7 separate regions of the Mus musculus genome follow, and regions 1, 2, 3, 4, 5 and 6 are each linked to region 7. The links are chromatin contacts, called in public HiChIP or PLAC-seq, Micro-C and promoter capture Hi-C maps. All regions are on one chromosome and are shown on one strand. Each heading gives the region's core, a stretch centred on a gene start, on an enhancer-like site or on the middle of the called end of the contact. The rest is flanking DNA. Distances are from core to core; before and after follow the strand shown. Region 1 overlaps Asic1 (acid-sensing (proton-gated) ion channel 1). Region 2 holds the start of Gpd1 (glycerol-3-phosphate dehydrogenase 1 (soluble)). Region 3 holds the start of Dhh (desert hedgehog). Region 4 holds the start of Wnt10b (wingless-type MMTV integration site family, member 10B). Region 5 holds the start of Racgap1 (Rac GTPase-activating protein 1). Region 6 holds the start of Aqp5 (aquaporin 5). Region 7 holds the start of Kcnh3 (potassium voltage-gated channel, subfamily H (eag-related), member 3).

Evidence for each region. Promoter capture Hi-C pulls out the DNA fragments that hold promoters and counts their contacts. A called contact is a pair of places that touch in the nucleus more often than the background predicts. HiChIP or PLAC-seq counts read pairs in DNA pulled down with a chosen protein or histone mark.
Region 1: a FOXA1 HiChIP or PLAC-seq map of pancreatic cancer cells shows a contact between it and region 7. The contact joins the enhancer-like site here to the promoter of Kcnh3 in region 7. A contact is called at or near these places in 3 of 39 promoter capture datasets (the C10 cell line and liver), 1 of 484 Hi-C or Micro-C datasets (bone marrow-derived macrophages) and 1 of 115 datasets of contacts at active chromatin or transcription factors (pancreatic cancer cells).
Region 2: a contact with region 7 is called in an HNF4G HiChIP or PLAC-seq map of pancreatic cancer cells. The contact joins the promoter of Gpd1 here to the promoter of Kcnh3 in region 7. A contact is called at or near these places in 1 of 39 promoter capture datasets (hippocampal neurons) and 2 of 115 datasets of contacts at active chromatin or transcription factors (double positive thymocytes and pancreatic cancer cells).
Region 3: a Micro-C map of embryonic stem cells shows a contact between it and region 7, with 2.3 times the contacts expected there. The contact joins the promoter of Dhh here to the promoter of Kcnh3 in region 7. A contact is called at or near these places in 1 of 39 promoter capture datasets (liver), 6 of 484 Hi-C or Micro-C datasets (all in embryonic stem cells), 3 of 115 datasets of contacts at active chromatin or transcription factors (all in embryonic stem cells) and 1 of 9 other capture datasets (pancreatic islet).
Region 4: a Micro-C map of embryonic stem cells shows a contact between it and region 7, with 4 times the contacts expected there. The contact joins the promoter of Wnt10b here to the promoter of Kcnh3 in region 7. A contact is called at or near these places in 2 of 39 promoter capture datasets (embryonic stem cells and liver), 4 of 484 Hi-C or Micro-C datasets (all in embryonic stem cells), 2 of 115 datasets of contacts at active chromatin or transcription factors (embryonic stem cells and pancreatic cancer cells) and 1 of 9 other capture datasets (pancreatic islet).
Region 5: a contact with region 7 is called in a promoter capture Hi-C map of neural stem cells. The contact joins the promoter of Racgap1 here to the promoter of Kcnh3 in region 7.
Region 6: a contact with region 7 is called in an HNF4G HiChIP or PLAC-seq map of pancreatic cancer cells. The contact joins the promoter of Aqp5 here to the promoter of Kcnh3 in region 7. A contact is called at or near these places in 1 of 39 promoter capture datasets (liver), 2 of 484 Hi-C or Micro-C datasets (both in embryonic stem cells) and 3 of 115 datasets of contacts at active chromatin or transcription factors (embryonic stem cells, pancreatic cancer cells and stem cell-derived neural progenitor cells).

Annotation. Positions count from the first base shown.
Region 1 is chr15:99,677,023-99,680,170 of GRCm38.p6, forward strand. All of the region lies in intron 3 of Asic1 (acid-sensing (proton-gated) ion channel 1), which reads left to right. Among named protein-coding and RNA genes, the nearest start is that of Asic1, 8.2 kb to the left of the region's middle. Within about 2 kb of position 1,604, at least 65 of the 459 cell types and tissues checked have an H3K27ac peak or open chromatin away from gene starts, as enhancers often do. A contact at or near this core is called in pancreatic cancer cells, where this site is marked.
Region 2 is chr15:99,716,073-99,719,313 of GRCm38.p6, forward strand. Gpd1 (glycerol-3-phosphate dehydrogenase 1 (soluble)) reads left to right here and starts at 1,515. Exons shown (of 8, transcript NM_010271.3): 1 at 1,515-1,576; 2 at 2,080-2,257; 3 at 3,062-3,202. The coding sequence starts at 1,536. The region is part of intron 2 of Gm16537 (predicted gene 16537); the gene reads right to left.
Region 3 is chr15:98,896,454-98,899,853 of GRCm38.p6, forward strand. Dhh (desert hedgehog) reads right to left here and starts at 2,087. Exons shown (of 3, transcript NM_007857.5): 1 at 1,517-2,087. The coding sequence starts at 1,819.
Region 4 is chr15:98,776,859-98,779,897 of GRCm38.p6, forward strand. It overlaps Wnt10b (wingless-type MMTV integration site family, member 10B), which reads right to left and starts at 1,292. Exons shown (of 5, transcript NM_011718.2): 1 at 1,000-1,292; 2 at 32-145. The coding sequence starts at 105.
Region 5 is chr15:99,650,002-99,653,334 of GRCm38.p6, forward strand. Racgap1 (Rac GTPase-activating protein 1) reads right to left here and starts at 1,655. Exons shown (of 17, transcript NM_001253808.1): 1 at 1,506-1,655.
Region 6 is chr15:99,589,544-99,593,033 of GRCm38.p6, forward strand. Aqp5 (aquaporin 5) reads left to right here and starts at 1,485. Exons shown (of 4, transcript NM_009701.4): 1 at 1,485-2,091; 2 at 3,119-3,283. The coding sequence starts at 1,729. The region is part of intron 3 of Gm34765 (a long non-coding RNA gene); the gene reads right to left.
Region 7 is chr15:99,223,216-99,226,423 of GRCm38.p6, forward strand. Kcnh3 (potassium voltage-gated channel, subfamily H (eag-related), member 3) reads left to right here and starts at 1,377. Exons shown (of 15, transcript NM_010601.4): 1 at 1,377-1,836; 2 at 3,093-3,208. The coding sequence starts at 1,761. It overlaps Gm46538 (a long non-coding RNA gene), which reads right to left and starts at 2,658. Exons shown (of 3, transcript XR_001781769.2): 1 at 1,932-2,658.

The DNA of each region.
Region 1 (3,148 bases), core at 354-2,853, 450 kb after region 7:
CCAAGAAAGCAAGGAAGGCCCAAGACAAGGCCATCTTCTTTCCTGGCCGGCTCCCTTCCTTCCCAGTGGGGTGCTCGGTTGCCAGAGCAACAAAGTCTGAAGCTCCCATCTCCTTCCCCACCTTAAGGGCAGCCAGGCCAAGGCAGGGCAGGGGGTTCCGTGTGGGTGGGGGGCTGGGGGACTCAGCTGCTGCTAGTCCCTGGGCGGGGGCTGGGGAGTGAGCACAGTCACAGCTGGTGGCAGCCTCCAGCTGCACCTTATCCATCCCTGGCAGTGGGAGCAGGATGTGGCTGGAATGCTGAGCGGCACCGACGGGAGGAGGGAGGGGGCCTGCAGATGGTTGCCCAATCCGCCCAATGCCAGCCCCTCCAGCTGAGACCCGGAGCCTTTGCCTAGGGAGAAAGAAGCAGGGATTCATGTGTGGGCCTTGGGAGAGAAAGAAGAAACAGACAGTGGGTGTCCTAGAGGTAGGGATGAGGTAGGGGTGCGGTAGGAGCGGTAATCTTAAATAGGGCTAGACACACAGGGCAGGAATCTGTGGAGTGCCCACAAGATCACTCTAGATCCTGAAGCAGGGACAACCCTCTAATAAAGGGGAGGAGTGAAGGAGGTAGGCCTAGAAGGGGACAGGCCTTCCTCAGGGTTCTGAAGGGAGACAAGAATATTCTGGAACACCGAGGGGAGGGAGGTGCTAATCTAAGAGGAGGTGAGATCCCAGAGCTCAGACTGGGGACAAAGAGGTCATCCAAAGCCACCAGAGGCCTAGTGGCGGCATAGCAGAGTGATGGAACACTTGGTTGGCAAGAGGGAGGTATTAGGTCCAGCGACAAAAAGCATACATTTTAAAAATAAGTAAATCACGATTTAATAAGTAAAAATTTTAAAACGGGGCTGGAGAGATGGCTCAGTGGTTAAGAGCACTGACTGTTCTTCCAAAGGTTCTGAGTTCAATTCCCAGCAACTACATGGTGGCTCACAACCATCTGTAATGAGATCTGACGCCCTCTTCTGGTGTGTGTGAAGACAGCTACAGTGTACTTAGGTATAATAATAAATAAATCTTTAAAAAATAAAATAAAACAAGTAATAAGAGCCCGGGAACGCCAATTCTTGGACCTCGGACACTCCTCATTCTCACTGCACCCCACAGAAGCTCAGAAACGTCCTTAGGGGACATGATCCAAGTGGTTTTCTCTCTCTCTCTGTGAGTACGCTGTCGCTGTCTTCAGACTCACCAGAAGAGGGCGCGCCAGATCTCATTACAGATGGTTGTGAGCTACCATGTGGTTGCTTGGAATTGAACTCAGGACCTCTGTAAGAGCAACCGGTACTGCTGAGCCAACTCTCCAGTCCCCAAGTAGATTTATTCCCTTCAACTAGAGTGGGAGTGGTGAGGAGAAGGAGAGAGAGAGAAAGAGAGAGAGAGAGAGAGAGAGAGAGAGAGAGAGATCCTGATGACCCCACCCAAAGGAGTGTGGGCAGGATAAACAAGCACACTTTAAAAGAGTAAAGGAATCCGGACACGCCCCATCCTGCTCTCTTCCCTGGCAAGTACGGGAGCCAAGATGCAGGGTGGGGGAGGAGCTAGGCAGAGCCAATCAGGAACCCAGAGACCCTGGGGACGGGTCTCTTGCTGTGCCTTCCCCCTCTTTTCCCTGCATAGATCTTTGGGTAACTTAGCTCTCTCCCTCTCTCACCCCTCCCCCACCCTGGCTACTCCTCCCAGACTGCTATCAGCTAAGAGGCTACTCTAAGCTAATTGATCTCTCTGCTCTTGCCTAAAGTAATAGGGAATTGATGTAAGTAACTAAGTGCCTCTGGGGGCAGAGTCGGAAGTAAGGGCTCTGAGGAGTGGATGTCTATCTAATGCCCAGCTGCAGCCGGTGGACAGCTTGCTGGGTGATGGGTGCTACACCCCACTGTGTTCTGGAGGCAGAATGCTAACAGACTGGTTGGGGACATTCTGTTATAGGTACAGGTCACTCCTGCATGGCTTCAACTTTGTGGAGAGCAATTGTGATTATGGAGGGGAGGGGTGGGGATATCGCCATATTCCTCCGGTGGACAACCGGAGATTGGGGGTGAGGAAGAGGGTGACAAGTTCCGCCATTCACTCCCCTCAGACAGTCACTTCCAAATGCCAGCTCCTGCCCTGCGGCTAAGGTGTGGCAGCTGAATCTAGACTTCACTCCTAGCCTTAGGGGACCTAGCGAGATCAGGGTAGAATCCTCCCACCCACCTCCTCAGCTGGCTACTCCAAAACCCCCAGGGTTACAGAATGCTTGCTCCCACCGCCCCCAGGCACAGATGACAGTTCTCTGGAGCCTTTAGCCATTAGCCAGCCAAACTGAGTGGTTTTGCTCTGAGCTGTGACAGCCAAGGCTTGCTACCTTCTGGTTGAGACCATATCCTCTTGGGTGGGCAATCTGAAAGGCAGGGCAGGGAAGGCCACAGCAGGGCAGGGAAGGCCACAGCAGGGCAGGGAAGGCCACCGCAGGGCAGGGAAGGCCACAGCAGGGCAGGGAAGGCCACCGCAAGGTGTACCTAGCAGGGCTGGAGGGCTACATGTGAGGTAGATTTCCACCAGACTCCTTTCCCCGTTTCTAGTCCCAGTTACTGTGAGGAGATGGGTGGTGCTGAAGTGTTGTCAAGGGGCAACTTTATCCCCTGCTCCTGGGATAAAAAGCCACTGAGATACTTCAGCCAAGGCTAGGTCTGTATTTAACCCATGTGCAGACGTGGACATCCTTTGTTTTGTTTTTGGTGTTTTTGTTTGTTTGTTTGTTTTTGTTTTTGTTTTTTTTAAGATAGTGTGTCTTAGTCAGGGTTTCTATTCCTGAACAAACATCCTGACCAAGAAGCAAGTTGGTGAGGAAAAGGTTTATTCAGCTTACATTTCCACATTGCTGTTCATCACCAAAGGAAGTCAGGGCTGGAACTCAAGCAGGTCAGGAAGCAGGAGCTGATGCAGAGGCCATGGAGGGATGTTACTTACTGGCTTGCTTCCCCTGGCTTGCTCAGCCTGCTCTCTTATAGAACCAAGACTACCAGCCCAGAGATGGTCCCACCCACAATGGACCTCCCACTAATTGAGAAAATGCCTTACAGCTGGATCTCATAGAGGTATTTCCTCAACTGAAGCTCCTTT
Region 2 (3,241 bases), core at 265-2,764, 490 kb after region 7:
GGTGGGTGGCAACACTCCATTAGTGGTGTGCCAAGCCAGGAGGTCTGCACATGAGCATACAGTGGCGCCTGCCCTGTGGGTCAAGGTGCAGCACTGGAGGGCGAGAAGCCTGCGCTGCGCTTTCCAGAGTGACTTGGAAACCCGAGTTCCTCCTCTTAGTCAAACAGATGTCTGTGGGTGCCATGGAGCCCAAACTGCTGGATATGGGCCTGCCTTTCTCCCCCTCCCCCAAAGCTACACACCCACACCGGCATCAGAGACCACAGAGCTGCGGAGACATGGCTACCCTTGAGTTTTAGAGGCTGCTGCTGTAACTGGCTTCTCTGGCCCTGTCTAGAGACTGTAACCAGCTGTTTAATTTAAGGGTCCCTGTGGGATAAGCAGAGCCTGAGAGAAGAAATTGAAGGGAGATCAGGCTTATCCAGGAGCATGTGCTGGCCACCACCTTCTGCCCTTCCTGAAGCCTGGAAGGAGTGTGGGTGGGCCACGTGTCACCAGTGGCCTTTGACCTTCCTTCCCTTTAGAGACCTTCAAACGGAGATTATCTGAGGTGAAGGGGCAACCTGTGGGTCCCTGACCTGCAAGTAACCAAGATGACCTTGTTATTTTTAGTTTTCCAAGACAGGGTTTCTTTATGTAACCCCCCCCCCCCCACTATCTGGGAACTCACTCTGTAGACCAGGCTGGCCTCAAACACACAGAGATTCACCTACCTCTGCCTCCTGAACGCCAGGATTAAAGGTGTGCACCACTATGTCCATTTTCTCCCGAGATATTTTAATCCTTGGTCGGGGTGGGGGTATACACCAAAGCAGCCCCTTACTGTGTATGTGGTATTGTAGTATTATTCCCTAGAAGGTGCTCACATCCCTTGATCCTCTCACCCAGAGCCCGTGGTGGAGCTACCATCATGGGACATCATGGGAGTGGAACAGCTGAGGATCTGGGGGAGGCACATGCTAGCTAGCGAGAGCGATGAGGCGTTTGCCTTTGAAAACATCGCTGTTGCTGACGCTAGTGCTTTTTTCTCTCTCTCTCTGAAACAGACTAGCCTCGAACTCATCGAGACCCTCTTGCCTCTGCTTCCCAAGCGCTGGGGTTAAAGACATGCACCACCATGCCGAGCCCTGTCAGTTGCAGTTTATTTCAGTGCTGGAGACTGAAGGCATAGCTGGGGGGGGGGGGTGTGATAGCTGGGGGGGGGTGTGATAGCTGGGGGGGGGGGGGTGTTACTGTTTCTTGACCAGACTCAATACCAATACGTAGGTGGAGAACTAAGCCGAGGCCAAACGAGGGAAGAAGCTGGCCAGCACTGTCAGCTGGGAACTCGAGAGGAAAAGCTGGCCTGGCCTCAGCCTCAGTCCTGTTCTCCACCTGTCTGTCCCCTTTACTACCCTTTCTGCAGGCCAGACTCCTAGTCCCTGGGTGCCAGCCTCTGGGCCACCTCAGGGGCGGAGCTTGGCTGCACCCACGTGTGGTGGAGTTAAATACTCGGAGCCCACACCCGCCGGGGCAGAGAAGCAGCAAGCAGCACCATGGCTGGCAAGAAAGTCTGCATTGTCGGCTCTGGCAACTGGTGAGTGGTTCTGTGAAGGGCAGGGGGGGAGGGAAGGGCTCTCCGAGGGCTGAGGGGCTCCGCGGAGGGAGGCTGGGTGAGCAGGAAGCGGGCAGAGGGTAGGAAATGCCCTCAGGAGCCAGCTGGACTCCTGCTGCCGTCTCCAGTGCTTACGGTACACAGGACAGTCTGTGCCCAGCCTCCCGGCTGTGCCCGCCTGGGCGCTGCACCTGTTCACCACAGGAAGGTGAGCAGAGTGCTGTTGCCTTCCCTGCCTGAGAAGCTGCCTGCGCGGTGTAGGGAAGGCTAGCCCACCTCCCCAGCAGCAAAGACTGGATAGATTGAATCTTCTATTGCCAGTTGTGGGAGACACATTCATCATAGGGGACCAGGGTGGGAGTAGGGGGGCGGAGTGACGTGAGAGTGAGAGGCAGGAGGTAAAAAAAAATCCAACAAGCTTTATGAGTTCCTCCCCCTCCTCCCTGTCACCCTAGTCCACTTTCCTGTGTTTCCTCTCCCGCCAGGGGCTCAGCCATTGCCAAGATCGTGGGTAGCAATGCAGGCCGGCTGGCACACTTTGACCCACGGGTGACCATGTGGGTGTTTGAGGAAGACATCGGGGGCAGAAAGCTAACTGAGATCATCAACACTCAGCACGAGAATGTTAAATACCTGCCAGGGCACAAGCTGCCCCCCAATGTGGTGAGCTCCAACTCGATGTGAGAAGAGAGAGAGAGCGAGGCAAGGAAAGGGTATACTCAGTCAACACGCAAAAGTGACTTCGAGGTGCCTCCTTCCCAGAGGAGGGGAGGAGGCCACTGTAGGCGCCCGCTGGCTTGGTGGAGCAGCAGGCGGGGTGCTCTAGGCCTGGAGTACCCCTCCCCCATTAAGCCCCTATATTACTCTTTTGGAATCTTTCTGGAATCTGAATGTACCACCCCTTAGAGGTGCTAGGTGGAAAAGAGGGGTCTCCATGGCAACCAAAGGCTGGTTCTCAGGCTCCCGGACTCGGGGTCCAACTTCTCCTGCCTGCCCTGAACTCTAACCCTGTTACTCATTCACTGGTTATTAGCAGATCTGAAGGCTGATCATTGGACTTTTGGTCTTTGGTCAAATCCATATGGCATTCTCCTCACCTAGAAAGGGGGGACAGAGAGTCCGCAGGGAGACTGGGGCTCCCACTGCCAAGTTCGGGCCCCTAAGACGCAGCAGTGATGAAATCTTAGTTGGCCTCTTCCCCCTGCCAGGCCTAGGCTGCCTTTGGCAGTCTTCACTGACCCATAGCCAAGGGCTAAACGTGTGGCAGCGTGGAGGCAGGCGTGTTCTAGGAAGCTTCAGTGCCCCAGGAGAGCTGGGGACAGGGAACACAGAAGTTCTGATAGTTCCTGTTAAAGTCTCAAAAACCCTCCCTCCCCTAACACTGGCTTGGAGATCTTCTGCAAGGGGGTCCCCTTGGGACTAGGAGAGGTCTACCAGGCACACGAGAGCTTCTGCTCTCCTTCACAGGTGGCCATCCCAGACGTGGTCCAGGCTGCAACAGGCGCTGACATCCTGGTTTTTGTGGTACCCCATCAGTTCATTGGCAAGATCTGTGACCAGCTCAAGGGCCACTTGAAGGCCAATACTATTGGCATATCTCTTATTAAGGTACCAGAGACGCTTTGGCATGTTTGGGGGTGAGGTGCA
Region 3 (3,400 bases), core at 837-3,336, 330 kb before region 7:
GGGTTTCCCAGGCCCCTGGAGGCCTCCTAAGCCTGTCGCTTGTTCTATCCCTCTACTGCAGGTTTCAGCCAGAGGCAAGGACTGTAATGTCCCAGGGCCAAGGTGAGGAAGGGAAGGGCCTTCCCAGTTTACTGGAAAGAGGATGGCTTCATCACTGGGACAAGAGGGGATTCTTGGCTCGGAGTAATTGGTTCTCACCTTCCATCCCAGCAATCAGGAGGTAGAGGCAGGAGGATTTCTATGAGTGCTACCTAGCAAATTTTAGATCTGTCAGGGCTATGTAGTGTCTCAATAGATAAGTAAGGAAAGAAGAGAGAGAGAGAGAGAGAGAGAGAGAGAGAGAGAGAGAGAGAGAGAGAGAGAGAAAAGGAAGGGAGAGGAAAGAAATTCTTTCTCCCCTGTACAGGTTTTCCTAACCACATAACCTGGAAAACTATGCAGTTAGTCAGAGGAAATCCGTACACCACACACACACACACACACACACACACTACCCTGCCTGCCCCTTGCACACACAATTAGGTGGTGTAATGGAAAGTAGATAGGACTGAGAACCAGGAGTCCTGAACCTGCTCTCAGCAATGCTACAATTTGGCTGTGAGGCTTTGATTAAGTTGCTTTTCCTCTCCTGCAGCCCAGCTCTCAGATATAAAATGAGGGGTGGGGTGGGATGGAGAAACACGTCTTCTGAGTTTCCTGTCAGACACTCTACAGCACTGGCCATAGGGGCTCTGGGCCCTTCCCTTCCAAGCCATGGCCCACTGAGTCGGCTTGGTTCAGTGCCCCTCTGTAGCATGTACCCCAGAATGCTAGCTGATATTCAAAGCAGAGTCCTCAAGCTAAGGTGAGTTTAGATGGCCCAGAAACCCTTGATTCTCAGGTGTGTCTGTCTGTTCTGAGGACTGTTTTTTGGTCACCCCCACCCCAAAGTCTGTTGTTTAGACCCTAGTATAGGCTACCTTTCCCGTGCCAAGGACAATGGCCACCCCATCCCCAGGTAGATGGTCTGGTCTGGTAACCTGACTCTTGCCCATCTCTTTTCCAGCCCCCTTCTTTTGGCTCACAGAGCTTTTGGACATCAGGCCAAGAGCCAGGCTAAGTGTAAAGCCTTATGCAGTCTACCTATCATAGCCAGCTCCTGGCCCCCAGCTCACCCCAGCCCTTCCTGCCTGGCTCGGTGACTGACCCCCGGTCCACGCCTCAGCCATTTCCCGTCTCGCCTGCCGCCATCCTCCTTTCCCCGCCCTCGCTCCAGCCTCTCCCAGATTCACTCTCACTGGGCAGTTCCTCCTCCCCCTCCCCATCGCAGACTCTCTCCCCATTTGGATACCTCCGAACCACTATCCAGCCACCAGGTTATTTGCTTTCCTGAAGGGTGTGATGAAGGAGATCTCACTTTATTTTATTTTAGTTTAGGGTCTCTGGGGATGAAGGAACAGTTCATCCTCCAGGGTTGTTGTAGGAAAATTGAGGAGCTGGTGGTGTGGTAGAGCAGGTGGGGAGAAACTCTCCTTACCTCTGTCATCAGGCGGTCTGCGCCGCTGTTCTCCTCATCCTTGAAGATTATGTCGGGGTTGTAGTTGGGTACGAGGTCCCGGAAGCGCTCCGACCCCCTTGTTACCCTCCCCTCCGCTGGCCCACTCGCGCCCAGGGTCCGCTCGGGCATACTGGGCACAAACTGCTTGTATAGCAGAGGCACAAGTTGCTTGCGCACATAACGCCGCCGGCCAACCGGTCCTCGGCCCGGCCCGCAGCTCTGGGCAGATAGTGCCAAGAGTGCCAAGCAGCACAGGGGCAACAGACTGGCCGGCAGAGCCATGGGTGCCGTGGACTTGGGTCGGAAGGGAGCGTTCTTGTCCTCACTGGCTCTCCTGTCAATTGGGCATCTCCGCAGGAGCTAAAGAGCACCGCAGATAGAGAAGGTCCCAGAGTACCTGGAGCGCTGTGGCTCTGAACACTTGGCAGCCGCTAACTCTGCCTACATGCCCTGGGGAACCTGGAACCTACTACTGATAGACTACCATTTACAGAGCAGGTGGGTCGAGGGTGAGTGCCAGCCCAGCCAGTCTCTGCTGCCCGGCTCCCGTGCTCCCAGAAACGCCCTGACTCCGCCTTAAGTGGTCCCGGGCCCCGCCCCCCGCCCTTCTCTCAGGGCTGTCCCGCCCCCTCCCACCCGGGCGGGGGATCTAGCAGTCACAACTGGACACCACTGTTCCATTACTCCACTGAAGTGTGTCCCATCCTGGAAACCATGCAGGCACCTGCTTAGGAAATCCCTGAAGCTTTAGAGTCCTGGCTGCCTGGATAAGCATCCTTCTACCTCCGAGTCTAAATTAGGCACCAAACTATCTTCCTGGGCACTAGTCTTTGCTTTCCTAAAGTCTACCCTGGCACGCCATGCCCTCTGCTGTCCTCCGGGAAGTCTGAGTTCCAAGGCCATCCAAGCCCTTTGGGCAAGCCATCAAAGCCTCCCATCTCCGTGCTCCTCCTCAAGTCTCCCCGATTTCTCTCAACACTCATCCATAACCAAGCAGAGATCCCAGAGGATCATTTTCCTTGGTGGTTTTATATCTTCTTGGGAACAGAGCCTGACACAATCCAGTTTGAGACATTAAAAAAAAAAACAAAAACAAAACAAAACAAAACAAAAAAAAACCCTACTGTGTCTGTCTCTGCCAGCACATGCCATAGCACACCTGTGGAGGTCAGAGGGCTTTTGGGAGTCCACCTTCTCCTTCCTCAGCGGGCTCTAGGGATTGAGCTCCGGTTGACCAGGCTTGTGTGGCAAGTGCTTTTACCTGCTGATCTACCTTGCCAGGCCAGGACTTTCCAAGTTTTATGTCCTCTCAAATGGTTGCCAGATACCCACTTTTTATCCCTCCTCTCCTTCTTTTGACAGACTTTACTGTATGTAGTTCAGGCTTGGTCTCAAACTCACTTCACAGAGCAGGCTGACAGCGAATGTTTTCTCCTTTGGCCTCTAGCTTCCCAGCACTGAAATTAGCCATGCACTACCACACCAGGTTTGTGTGGTGCTCGGATCAGAACCAGGGCCTTCAGGGCTCAGCAGTTAAGAGCACTGACTGCTTTTCCAGAGGACCTGAGTTAGATTCATAGCACCCACACAATGGCTAACTCCCTTCTTTCTGTAACTCCACATCCGATGGGGAGGGGGTCCAATGCTGTCTTCTGGTCTCCTCGGGCAACAGGCATACAATTGGTACAAGCAAAATACCCATACTTATAAAATAAAACGTAGCCTGGCGTGGTGGCGCATGCCTTTAATCCCAGCACTCGGGAGGCAGAGGCAGGTGGATTTCTGAGTTCGAGGCCAGCTTGGTCTACAAAGTGAGTGCCAGGACAGCCAGGGCTACACACAGAGAAACCCTGTCTCGAAAAA
Region 4 (3,039 bases), core at 42-2,541, 450 kb before region 7:
CTCCCCTGGAACTGGATAAAAAAACGCTCACCGACTGAACAAAGCCAAGAACAGGAGACCCGCGAGGCCTAAGGGCGGAGGCCGAGACCGGGGCTCCTCCAGCATGTCGAAGCCCGGAGGCTCCGGTGGGCGAGTCAGTCAGCGCCTGCGGGGACAGGGACATTTGATGAGGACTAGATTGGCTCCCTGGGACCGAAGGACGCTCTGTTTCAGCTCCTTAAGCCACCAATGAAGCCCCACTAGCTTTTTCTCACCCCTCCCCAAACTGTGCAATACTAGTCACCCCTTGACTTCCAGTGTCTGCGTCCTGGAACCTGTCAAAGAGGAAGGGTCTGAGCAGCCCGAGGCCCTCCGGAGCACCCCTGGAGTCCGAGCCAGCCAGACACGACGCAGGGTCCTGGGACACTCACATACCCATTTGAGACCGGTTCTCTCAGACCCTCTATCCCTCCTCACCAACCGCTCCCTCTCTGTGGGCCCCACAACTGATCTGCCCGCCCTTACAGGGTTAGAGGGAGGGATTAGAAGGGGGTTCCCCACCACCTGGAGGGGTGTTGCCTCCTCGTGCTGGCAATACCAGGCAAGCTAGATTAGAAGGGTCCGAGGTCAGGCTCTTGGAACCACTCTCTGGCCTCGGCTCCCACCAGGGGGAAAGTGGGCTACAAAGGCCCCGAGGGAAACCAGGTGCCCTGCGCCAAGGCCACAGATTCCCCATCTACCCCCGCCCCTTTTCTAACTACACGCTCCCTCTGCAGTGCGACACCATCTAGTCCCCAAGGGTCCGACCCCAATTCTACCCCACCCCCTCATTGCCCTCTGAATCCGAAGGCACTTCTTTATTCTGTAGGTATCTCTATATCTGGCTTTCTCAGCGTTGTCTGTGCTCTTGAGGGGGGACGCTTGTCTGTCTGTCTGTCTGTCTGTCTGTCTGTCTGTCTTGTCTGACCGCCCGCGTGCCTGTCTAGTCTCTGCCCTCCCTGTTCTCTCCCGCCCCATTACCTCCAGCGGTTCAGGTGCAGGATCCACAAGGCTCGCGGTTGAGTCACTCGGGCCCGGCTCTTGGGGCTTAAACCGTGGGGAAACTGTCGGGTTCAGCCCCCTCGGCGGAGCAGCATTCTCCCAGCGCCCAGCCACTCCTCTCTGCCGCTTCCCCGGCGTCGCCGCGGCCGCCCGCCGGGAGGAAGGGAGGGTAAAAGGGAGGGAGTGATCCAGATAGCTAGCGAGCGAACCCGCGACGAAGCACCGGGGGCTTTGGCTCTGCTCGACCTAACTCACGGGTGGTTCTGCTCGAGCTGACGGAACTGCGGCCCCTCCCAGAGCCCGGGGCATCCCCACCCCACCCGCACCCCACCCCCTGACTTGACCAGGAGAACGCAGCCGCTCCCCCCCCAAGCGTGTACACACACACACACACACACACAGGACGCCGGGATCACGATTAGCCCCACTCCAGGGGCAAGTGGTCGGAGTTCCACTCACCTGCTCCGGGGTCTCCCGAGGCTGTAGGGAGAGTGCGGTGACCCCAAGGGACCAGGATCTGGTCCCAATGACAGGGTCTTTCATCGTTTTCCTTTGCCTCCGAGAGTGGGTGATTGAAGCGCTCCTTTGACACGCTGAGGACGGATCTAGACGACCTTAGGGTTACTGACGGTCTCTTGAAGAGCCCACGAGCCTGTGCGCACCAGGGCACTCTGAGCCTGCAAGTGAGGAGCCACTGTGTGGCTTGGCTCCCGCCCACCTCAGAGCCTTACGCCTGCCCCTTGGGAGGGCTCAGGTTTGGCCTCAGAATTTGGCCTTGGTCAAAAGCTCGGGTAGCTCCTAAGACCTCCTGTCAGTCCCTATGCTCCCCTTTTCTGGTAGGCATCCGAGATCTCAGGGGTCTCCTCTCCGGAATTCCTGGATGAATGCTTGAGATAACCCAAATGCATGCTCCACGCTCGCGCGTTTGCTGCACAAGAGATGAGGGAGGCCTGAGAGGATCCCAAAGTGAGCCCAACTTCAGGATAGCGGGGGGGGGGGGGGGGGGGGGAGAACCTGGCCTGGGTGAGCCCAGGCAAAGGCACAAACTACGGAGCTCTGGCGGCAGTGAAGGGGTTAGGCGCCACCGCACTCCCGCCTGACTCACCCTCCTAGCTCTAACCACTGCGGACTATTTTTGCCAGAGAGGGGCCTCAAGGCTTCCCAACCACCACCACCCCCCCCCCCGCCCCTGCCAGACCGCAGCCCCAAGCACAGCATGACTGGCCCTGCGCACCCAAGTCACATAGATCCAGAGCCGACCCCCCAAGGAAACAGAAGCACAGGGCTGGTACCCACAGCCACAACCACCTCTTCATTGGTGGTGGCTAGCAGCAAGGCTGGGCAACCAGCCCCTGGTCTACATTCTTGCAAGTCTTGCCTTGTGTTGAAGAGGCATCCCTGGCTAGGTGTCTAGTACAAAGGAAGTTAGGTATCTGGGGTTACTATTGAGTGCTTCCTTGATGAGGGTGCTGGAGCCCTAAGCTAGACCACAGCGGGAGGTGCTCTTTCTGAGTCCCCCACCTCTGGAGTAGGGAAAAGGCAGCCCAAGAGCTCCTTCCCATTTAGGGGAAGAAGGCCAAACCATGTATAACTTCTGAGATGGGCCAGCACTGTCTCAGTAACTTCTACCCTACTCCAGAACCCAGGATCCTCACCAGTGCCCCATCCTCTCTCCTGCCTGTCAGCCTGGGACTCACCCAGGCCCTGGAAGGGTATTTAGCAGATCCTTCATCAGTATCTCGAGGATATTCACGTTTCTCCCGTGGCTGCAGTTCCATTCACACGTTGGATTTTGTCTTGTTCCTATTTGTCCCTAATGCTATCTTTACCTCCTAGTTCTATCATTCAGTCAGATGTCAAGAAGGGACTAGGGCAAGCTGGGGCAGGTAGAGCTGTGTGTGTGTGTGTGTGTGTGTGTGTGTGTGTGTGCGCGCGCGCGCGCGCCATGCTTTTACTCCCAACACTTGGGAGGCAGAGGCAGGTGGATCTCCTTGAATTCAAGGCCAGCCTGGTCTACTA
Region 5 (3,333 bases), core at 405-2,904, 430 kb after region 7:
GTGGAGAGTTTGATAGAATGTCTCAGATCTGCAGCCAAATTATCTGAGTGATCTTTAGCTCCACTAACACACCAGACACCTCCTTGTGACTATCAGATGAAATTTTGGCCTGAATTACCTTTCACCCGGAGAATGGCAGCACACACCTTGAATCCCAGTGCTTAGGAGACATAGAGGTAGGCAGATCTCTGTGAGTTCCAGGCCAGCCTGGTCTACAGAGTTCCAGGACATACAGAGCTGTTACACACAGCAAAACCCTGTCTCAGAATAGAAATAAAAACAGAAACAAACACACACCTACCTTTCATCAACCCAAAAGCCAAGTTGACCAGCAGACAGCACTGAAGTCTAACACAGCATAAGAGTCCCTATCTTTACTGCACCCTGGCAGCCTGACATGCAGCCTCATCAGTCCACAGAGGTTTTAAAGGTTAGTAGAAGACAGTCTTACGTGAAATTACATGTACAATTGTGCTGGCCTGTAGCTCAGCTGATACCATGTCTCTCTAGCATGACAAGCCCCTGGTTTCTGTCCTCAACACAGCAAATACTGAGAATGGCAGATCACACATGTAATCTCCAAGTTATCCTGTAATGCCTGTAATCCCAGCACTCCAAGGACAGGAGGCTCAGAAGTCCAAGGTTATCCTTGGCTACAAGAGGCCAGCCTGGGCTACATAAGACACTACCACACATACACGGAGTCCAGTTTATTTAGGAGTGATAGAACTTTAAAAGGTAAACAGTAAATCCAATAACCTTCCGATACACTATTGGGAGTACTGCAGTCAGTCTCTCCCCCTCTTCCTCTCTTTCTTCCTCTCTTTCTGAGGCACAAAAACAAAGCTCTCATTCCAAGGGAAATGAGTGAGCCAAATATAAGTGACCCTGGCTAGTGAACATGAATCCAGAATACCAAAATACTACGTTGTGATATAACCATTCTCACTACGTTTTATAGTTAAGAACAAGTCTTAGCTTTTCTGTTGGTGGAAGCTGTTCATATAAATTAATACACCCCAAAGGGTTTCACATGCAAATCACAGAACAGTAGGTAGGTCAGTGACAGAGGTGGGCAATAAATTATTAAAAGGGGGGGGGGCCTGGAAAAAAAAAATCACCCGAGATAGGCTCCGAATTTGCAACATTCCAACTCTCCACAACTAGGGATGTTCTAATGAGCCTTGTGGGAGACAGCCTAGAAGGTAGAGGCTCTCCACGTCAGGCCGCCGGGTTCCCCAAACACCTGATTTCTCCCTCAAAAGAGACTGTTCCTCGGAAAAGGGTATGAGGGGGCTCTCCCCGCCATTCCCACGCCCGGCACTGGGGCTCGCCAAGACCACCTTGAGGGAACCACACCCGCACCCGGCCGGCCACGCCTCAAAAGGACGCCCCGACTTTGCAAGGAGCGCCACGCCGAGAGCAGCCGGGTCCCGCCGCCCCCTCCCCTCGCCCGCCTCCCCGCCGCCCGCTCGCTCGCTCGCTCGCGACCTCGACCGGCTTACCGAGGCTCCCGGCCCCGCGCACACGCAACCCCGTCCGGCCCGCGGCGCTCACTCTCCGGCCGCCGCGCCCCAGGAGGGCTGCTGTCTACCAGCGACGCGCCTCACTAACGGCAGTGTAAAACCGCGCCGCCAGATCCGGTTCAAAATCACGCACCAGCCAATCACAGAGGAGCTCATAATCACGAAGACGCAAGTGTCAGGGCCAGGGGGCGGGCGCAAAACGGAATGGGCATGCGCATTACATTAGCGAGACGCCCGAAAGGCGGCCATTTTGACTAAGGGCACACACACAATTTTGCGGGAGTAGTGGGTGTTTCGTGGCCCGTGTAGGACTCACATTCCAGGCTCCAGCTTCCTTTCTTGCAATTATCCTAATGACCTGTTGACTAATTGCATATTATTTCTTGCCTCCTGTTTCCCCACGCAGTCAAATAGGACCCTTGGAAACTAATAACTGAATAGTTTTCGGGTCTCACTGTAGAATAGGAAGAATTCCAGAAGGAGACAGAGCAGCAATCATTTTAACCATATTTACTGAGCTATAATTATCCCTCCATTCATTCACGCATTCATTCAGACTTCTATTTGATGCACAGTAAGTATGCCAACTTCATAGCAAGCACTCTGCTAGGAATCAGAAAAAAATACCGATCATGTGGTCTCTGCTTTCCAGTAGCTATGAATGGGGGAAGACAGCTCAAGAAAACAAATAGAAATGCAAAATGAAGTGTTATAATTCCATTTAATAAGTGGCACTTAAAATTTGGCGTCGTATTGGTACAGAGGCTTTGAAACTTTGAAAGATCTGGACCCAACATCAGAAATGCCTTTTACGTACACCAGCAAACTATTCATCTTAATCTATTAGTGTGTTCCCAATGTTTCTGTTCCTTTTTTTGTTATGTCTCTGTGTTGGTGTCCCTTCCTTCCTGAATTTACTAATTACTGGTAGGTGTGGCTACTAGCAACTTGACAAAATACTGGCTAGCTAGAGTTTACTAGAAACAGTGATCCAGGTACACCCCTTTAACCCCAGCACAGCAGAAGCAGATTTCTGTAAGTTCAAGGCCAGCCTGGCCTGCCTCAGAAGTCTAACCACCAAGGGAACTGAGCCCTTCCTCGAACTCTTTACAACCGTGGTATTTTCAAAGGCAGTTCTGGGTGGGTGTGGTGGCACACACCCGAAACCCCAGCACTTAGGGCGTGGAGGCTGAGGGATTAAGACCAGCCTCTGCTACTTAGTTTCACACCAGCCTAAAACAAACAAAAAATCAGATCCAACCATGGCTCTTCCTTGCTGAAAACCATTAACCGTTTCACTTCTCCTCCTTAAAAAAAGATCAGGGTCTTTAACAGGGCTCCCCTAACCTGGGCTTCCGGGCTCTCCAGCTGCCCCTCCTGACTCCCTCCTGTCTACAGGTCCTGAAGTGCACCAAGCTACTCTTAGCATCCAGCGCTTGCAGAACTCTTGCTGTTCCGTCTGCCCCAAACATCCTTCCTGCCCATTCCCCCAACTTCATTTGACTAAGTCCTATCTGTCCTTTGGGCAACTTGAATTATTATTATTATTATTTTAATGCTTTCTTCAAAGGAGTCTATGCTGCCTGCCTCTGTGTGCTTTTGCTATAATTTCTAGCTCCCTTCCTCCTCTGTGTGAGTTACCTCATCGTTTTCTGATTCTTCTAGTTACTTTTGTAGGGCCTTCCACGTGCTGTGCTTTGGCTCAGGCATCTATAAGTGGAAACAATGTCTGACTCTCGGGGCCTTTCAGACATCCTTGTAAAATGAAGCACATGTCCCAGTACCAAGTATCTGCTCAGTAAATACC
Region 6 (3,490 bases), core at 235-2,734, 370 kb after region 7:
CTCAATTACCCTAGGAGGCTTTTAAAACTGACCAAGACATGAGGTGACTTTCCTGGGCCTTGCTCTATGGCTGGTACGGTGCAACGGTGCAAAGTGCTCAAACACTAACCGTACGGGGTAGAGGGAGTGCAGCTCTTTTTCTGGGATCCTGAGGATGGGTCCTTGCCCTGCCCCCAAACCCTAGAAGGTCCTCCCTCCAATCTCCTTCTACACATGCCAAACCTGCGGAGGGGGAAGGTGGAGGGTTGGGAGAAGCAATGGAGAGGGTCTGGAAGCCCAAAGAAAAAAAGGACAAGAGGAAGCTGGGAACTAGAAAAATGTGTTGGCCAGTCCAAGAGTGCAAGGACTTGATGGAGTGGGGGTGGGGACGAGAAAAACCAACTGTATGAGTGTGCAAACTAGAAAGTGAGATAGGCCGGCAGAAACAAAGACCTGCAGATTGAAAGAGGCTAAAGGCAGGCGAACTAGATAGAGCTAGAAACAGTAATGGACAGCTCGTTTTAAAAAAAAGGAAGAAAACGTAGAAACGAAGAGTCAGAGAGACAGGCAGAAAGAGGAAGACTCAGAAGTCAAAGGGTGATAGACTGAGGAAAAGAGACAAGGCTAAAAGACTGGTGGGGAGAGGGCGCAGAAACGCAGGAACACATGGAGGGAGAGGGCCAGAGACACAGAAAGAGACAGAGAGACAAAGAGAGGTGGGGATGGGGGTACTGAGACTGTCACGTTGGGAGAAAGACCAACAGGGACAAGAAGCAAACAGCCACTCCGGAGGTCTAGTGTGACTAAAGTGATGGAGTTCTGGGTTGAAAACAGAAGAGGCCAAGACCCTTTCCTCTGACCCCAGTCTCAGGCACTTCCCTAAGCCCAAACAACCCAAATTGATCACCACCCCAGGGTCCCCAAGGGCTACCACTGAGAACGCCTCCTAGAGCCCGCTGCCTAGAGGCACCGCCACACGCGGCGTCGAGGATTGCCGAGCGCAGAGCAGGCTGGCACTGTACTCCCGATCCAACGCCCCCGCTCCTGCCGGGCTGGACCGGGGAGAGGCCCACGATCGCCGAACCGCCCCCGCCACGGGCGGATAAGGAGCTAAGAGGCGCTGTCCTCAGAGACTCTCATCACTCTGACCCGTCCGTGGGTGAGACCGACCGGGTCAAGATGCTCCGGTCGCGCGAGCCCAAGGAGGAGAAAAGGGGAAGGCTGCCGGCCGGCCCCGGACGCCGGTAAAGGCCGGCCGGAGAGGGACTTCCAGAGCTCGGTGCGAGAGGAGAGCCGGGACCGCGCTCAGCCGCCAGGAGAGCCCAGCACGCACGTCGACCAGGAGGGCGCGGGAGCAGCGCTGAGCGCACGATGCGCGCGACCCAGACCGCCGGGCCAGTCTACACTGCCGCGTGGGTCACGTGGCCCGGGCGGGTCCGCCGCTGTGCGGCCGGGGGGCCGGGGGTGCGCGGGGCGGGGGGCTGCGAGCGCGCGCCCGCCAGGCTCGCTCCCTGCGCGCTGCGCTGGCCTCTGGGCGCGGGAGCCGCCCCCGGCCCCCCCGCGCTCTGCCCGCCGCGGGGCGCGCGCCCTCTATATAGCGCGCCCCTGCCCGGTCCGCGCCAGGCCGCCTGCCACGGAGTGGGCACCGCACGTCGCGCAGAGCCCCGCAGACAGACGCCCGCCGCTGCCAGCGCCGCCCCGACGGCCGCCCCGCGACGCAGCCGCTGCCACCGGGCCCCCAAGGCCACCATGAAGAAGGAGGTGTGTTCAGTTGCCTTCTTCAAGGCCGTGTTCGCAGAGTTCCTGGCCACCCTCATCTTCGTCTTCTTTGGCCTGGGCTCGGCACTCAAGTGGCCCTCGGCGCTGCCCACCATTCTGCAGATCTCCATAGCCTTTGGCCTGGCCATAGGTACCTTGGCCCAAGCCCTGGGACCTGTGAGTGGTGGCCACATCAATCCGGCCATTACTCTGGCCCTCTTAATAGGCAACCAGATCTCTCTGCTCCGAGCCATCTTCTACGTGGCAGCCCAGCTGGTGGGTGCCATTGCTGGAGCAGGCATCCTGTACTGGTTGGCGCCAGGCAATGCCCGGGGTAACCTGGCCGTCAATGCGGTGAGTGTCCACCAGACTGTGGAGGGATGGGCAGGGACCCTGGGGACATTTCAGACCAGACCTTCCATGCTCCTCCATCTTGAGAATGGGTACAACCAAAACACCAGGGCATAACTTAGCCAGTAAGAGCAGGCTGACCAACCTCCTGGCCAACCTCAGTGCTCCCGGGTCCTGGCTTCTCTTCACATTCTCCCTCATCTACCCCTCCCTCTCCTATGCTGCATTCCCTGGCCTAACTCCCCAGGGCCGCCAAAACATCCCTTCCATCTCTAATCTCACCTGTGACTTCTTTCTTGTGACCCCCCTTGGTGGTGTAGTTTTAAGGGACCCACCAAGGAGCCATGGATAGTGATGGATGGAGGTCTGGAGCAACCGTGATCTCCCTGGGCTTCCAGTTTACTACCCATGACATGGAGGTGATCAGAGCACAGCCAGTGCCCTGGGGATTACACTTAGAAGCCATGATGTGATGCACCCCCAGTGCTGGCTCCCCCTTTTGTAACCCCTGCTCCTGCCCCCCTGCTGTCTCTCCATCTTTGCAGCCCTAGATTCAGCCCCCTGTCCCATGTGAACTGGGCTCATTAATCAAACACAGAGGAGGATTTTCTCGGCCATTGTCAAGCTGTGAGTCAGACACACTGGAGAGACGGGTTTGAAGTTGGCACCGGCAGCGGGTCAGGCATGGATAGGAGGCCAGGGGCTGTTTGCAGTAGGCAAACTGGGCAGCTGCCCACAGGAGGGAGGGTAAATGCCAGCTCATGGGGGCTGGGGATTGGGCAGAGCCGTTGACACGATGGCACCCAGGAAAACTTGCTGACACCCTACCCTCTGGCTACAGGCCTGAGCTTCAAGCTTGCGCACACTGAAGTGCAGTTTCTCCAACAAATCGCCTGTCTGGATCATGCAGGGGACTTGACTTCCAAGAGCTCAGGCTCTAGGTGTCCTTGAAGACCAGAACCTTACTTGTCTAGCCTGTCACCGAGCCTGAAGGCTGCTAGCAGGGTCCTAACCCAGCTCTTCCTTGCAGCTCAGCAACAACACAACACCAGGCAAGGCCGTGGTGGTGGAGTTAATCTTGACTTTCCAGCTGGCCCTCTGCATCTTCTCCTCCACGGACTCCCGCCGCACCAGCCCGGTGGGCTCCCCAGCCTTATCCATTGGCTTGTCGGTCACACTGGGCCATCTTGTGGGGGTGAGTAGTGCTGGCACAAACCGGGGTGTCATGGAGATGAACAGTGGAACCCCAGAATGCCAGCTCCTCCAGATAGATAAGACCCGATAGAGTTTAAGATCTGGTCTTGGGTATCTAAGCTGTAGCCTTACTGGACTCTAGGTTTGATGTTGCCCATCCCCCCCCAAGACCCTCCATGGACTGAGAAGCTGAGTAAGTGGAAGGGAG
Region 7 (3,208 bases), core at 127-2,626:
AGTAAGTTGTCTTACAAGAAAAGGATTATCTCCTGGACAGCGAGTTCAGAGCAGTACTTAAACCCGGCTCGGCTAGCCGAGTTCTGCAGATGACGCTTTCAACAACAGCCTCGCCCTGGCTTAAAGTGAGCTTTAAAATATTCCTCTGTTTAGCGGGATGCTATCTAACTCCTGGAAAGAAGGTTGCTGCGAGGACTGGAGGGGTTACTCTTTAGCCCTGACCCATCAGGAGTCGGGAACCATATCTGCGGACATTTCAGGCTCGCCTGGGAGCTGGATTTCAGGGTGCAGCAGACTGGGAGGGGGGGACTTCCTCCCTTTCTTCCCAAAGCTCCTGTTCATTTAAATACAGGTGCCTTGAGCTTGGGCTTTACTAGCTGCTGACGGGTAGTTGGAGCAGGGTATACTCCTCTTTCCGACGCTGGTGGCAGTGGGTGTGTCTCCTGCAGGGGAGCAGTGCTGAGCTCCGGCTTCTTCCATTGGAGAGCAAATTGCAGTTTTGGCCCCGGCGGCTTCTCTGGGCGCGGGCGGCAGCCGCGCTCACTGGCAAATCGTAGGAGGGAGGAGGAGCGGCGCTGGCAGGAGAGGCCGCGGGGACGGTCGCGGCGCGCGGGGACAGGGACAGGAGACGGCCGTCCGCCCCTGCTTTCCGCCTCCTCGCTGGAGGTGCGGGCTCCGGGGAGAATCGAACTCCGCGACTAAAGGGGGGGGGGGGCTAGCCAAGCACACACAGGGTTCCTGGACCAGCCTCTGACCCTCCCGCGGCGACAGAAACTTGAGGAAATGCGTGGGGCGAGCGGAGGGCTTGGAGTTCACTTTCCCAATGCGCCCTCTGCGCTCCGGGGTCTCGCCCAAGGCATCTGGACCTCACTCTAGCCTCAGGTTTCCTCAGCTCCTGCTTCCACTTTTCAGGGGAGCCGAGCCGCATCCGGGAAAGGCTTGACTGAACCCGGGGGGAAAAACAGGTTCAGAAGCCTCCCTTTTAGAGAACTCTGCATAGTCAGCGCTCCCCGGGGGCCCCAAACCTTCAACTACTGGACGTTCCCCGCCACCTAGTCGCCAGTTCCCGTTCTCATGACATTATTCTCGTTCCGAAACACATCTACAACACACTCACACACGCTCACGCCCCCAAGCCTTCCTCTGATCCCTCTGCAGGAGAGAGAAGCCCGAGGCTGTCAGGCTGAGCCCACCCGGCCCGGGTTCTCGCCTTAGGGAGTCTGGCAGCGCTAGGGGGCGGCAGCCTTCCCTGCCCCCACCAAGGTCCCAGGGGAGGGGGATCCCTCCGCAGGAGGCCTGTCTCTTTAAGGAGGCGGCCCTGACTGGGTGTGCCCCGTCTCCATGGTTACCCCGGTGCAGGCGGCGGTGCGGGAGGTAGGCTGCCGCTTCTCCCCGACAGACGGAGGGAGCTGCGGGGACCCGGCGCTGAGCCGAGCCCAAGCGGGAGCCACCCCGCTTGCAGAAACAGGAGCCGCGGGCGGACCAAAGGTGCAGAGTGCGCGGTGGCCGCGGGGCCTGCAGCCCGGAATCCGTGGGCGGCGAGGGGTCGCGCGCGCGCCATGCGCCCAGCCCCGACGGTGCGGACGCCCCCTTGTGCGCCGGCAGCTGCTGGGGCCTGCGAGCCTGGGCCGGGCATAGCCCCCCGACGGCTACTCTAGGGGGCGCGGGGCCCGGCGGGGGGCGGCCGAGCCAGGCGCCCTCCCCCGGCGCTGAGTCCCCGCGCCCCGGAGGGATGGGGCGGGCGGCCCCCGCCGCCTAAGATGCCGGCCATGCGGGGGCTCCTGGCGCCGCAGAACACCTTCCTGGACACCATCGCCACCCGCTTCGACGGGACGCGTGAGTCAGGCCCTAGCTCCCTAGCTTCCGGGCAGTAATCCACTGTCGGAACTGCCACCTGCTGCTTGGTGCCCACCAGCCATCCCCTTCCTCACCCCTCTTGAAGCTAGGGCCATTCTCTCCTTCCAGTAAGTGAAGGTTTCCCGGAGGTTTTCAGGGTCAATACTGTAAGATGTCCCTAGGTGCGGGACCGGGATGAGTCAATCTGATCCAGCCTGTCTTATCCTCAGACCTGGCGCGGTTGCAAAGGCCGAGTCGGGTGAAGCGCGGAACCAGTCCTGGTGGACAGCGCAGAGGGCTCACAGAGCCCAGATTTAGAAATAAGATTTGCAAAGGAAGGTAGAGTAGGCGGGATTCAGCAGAGAACTGTGTCTGCAAGCGTATCGCACAGTCTAAACCCGTCGCTTGGAATGCCCACCCGGCCCCAAAGAAGCTGAGCTCCTCTGAGCTCGGGAGACTCACATCCGGACTGGGGAAGTTTGGAAAAGGCAACTTGAGCTTCCAGATTCTGAGTTCCTCTGGCTCTGAACACAGGGAAGTCGTGAAAACAGGGTCCCTCCCCCTCTCGCTCCAGTGGGGCTTCCCAGTTCTGACAAGCGTTCTCCCTCCTGTTGTAGACAGCCTGTAGGAACTCATCACAGAGCTCCCCCACCCCCCAGGCTTCTCCATCTGCTTTGGGCTTGAAGCCTGCTGATTCAGCACCCCTCACTCCCCAATACATTCTTGGCTCCAGGCTCTGTTGTTCAACCACTATCCACACACCGCCATTCTTGATGGCGTTCAATAGTCCCTGAGCCAGGGTGTGCAGCGAACGGGGCATCGGATGCATGGTGGCCTGCTTCCCAGACCAAGCGGTTCTCCGTGGGAGGAGCCACACAGCCAGCCTAGTTATCTAGTTAAGGGATGAACCTGGCAGAAGCCGAGGTGGGCCCAGAGCAGGTGGTACAGTCTTTTGGAAATCTCCAGCCCCACCCCTTACTCAGACTGCTCAGGACACTGCACAGCAGTGCCTACACAGGACTGCGTTCAGCAGTCCGCACTGACATGGTCCTCTCATGCACTCCTATGCATTCAGCTGGGGACCCTCCCTTGAGGACACCGATACCCAGGTGTGCATGCTAAGCCTCATTCATGAACCGGTCATGACCAGCATACACAGCTTCCTTTGGGGACGAAACCCCACGCTTTGGTGGGGTTTGCAAGTAGTTTGAGAAGCGGGGCTGGTAGGTGAAGGTGCCCTTCGCATTCTCTTGCAGACAGCAACTTCGTGCTGGGCAACGCCCAGGTGGCGGGGCTCTTCCCTGTGGTCTACTGCTCCGATGGCTTCTGTGACCTCACGGGTTTCTCCAGAGCTGAGGTCATGCAGCGGGGC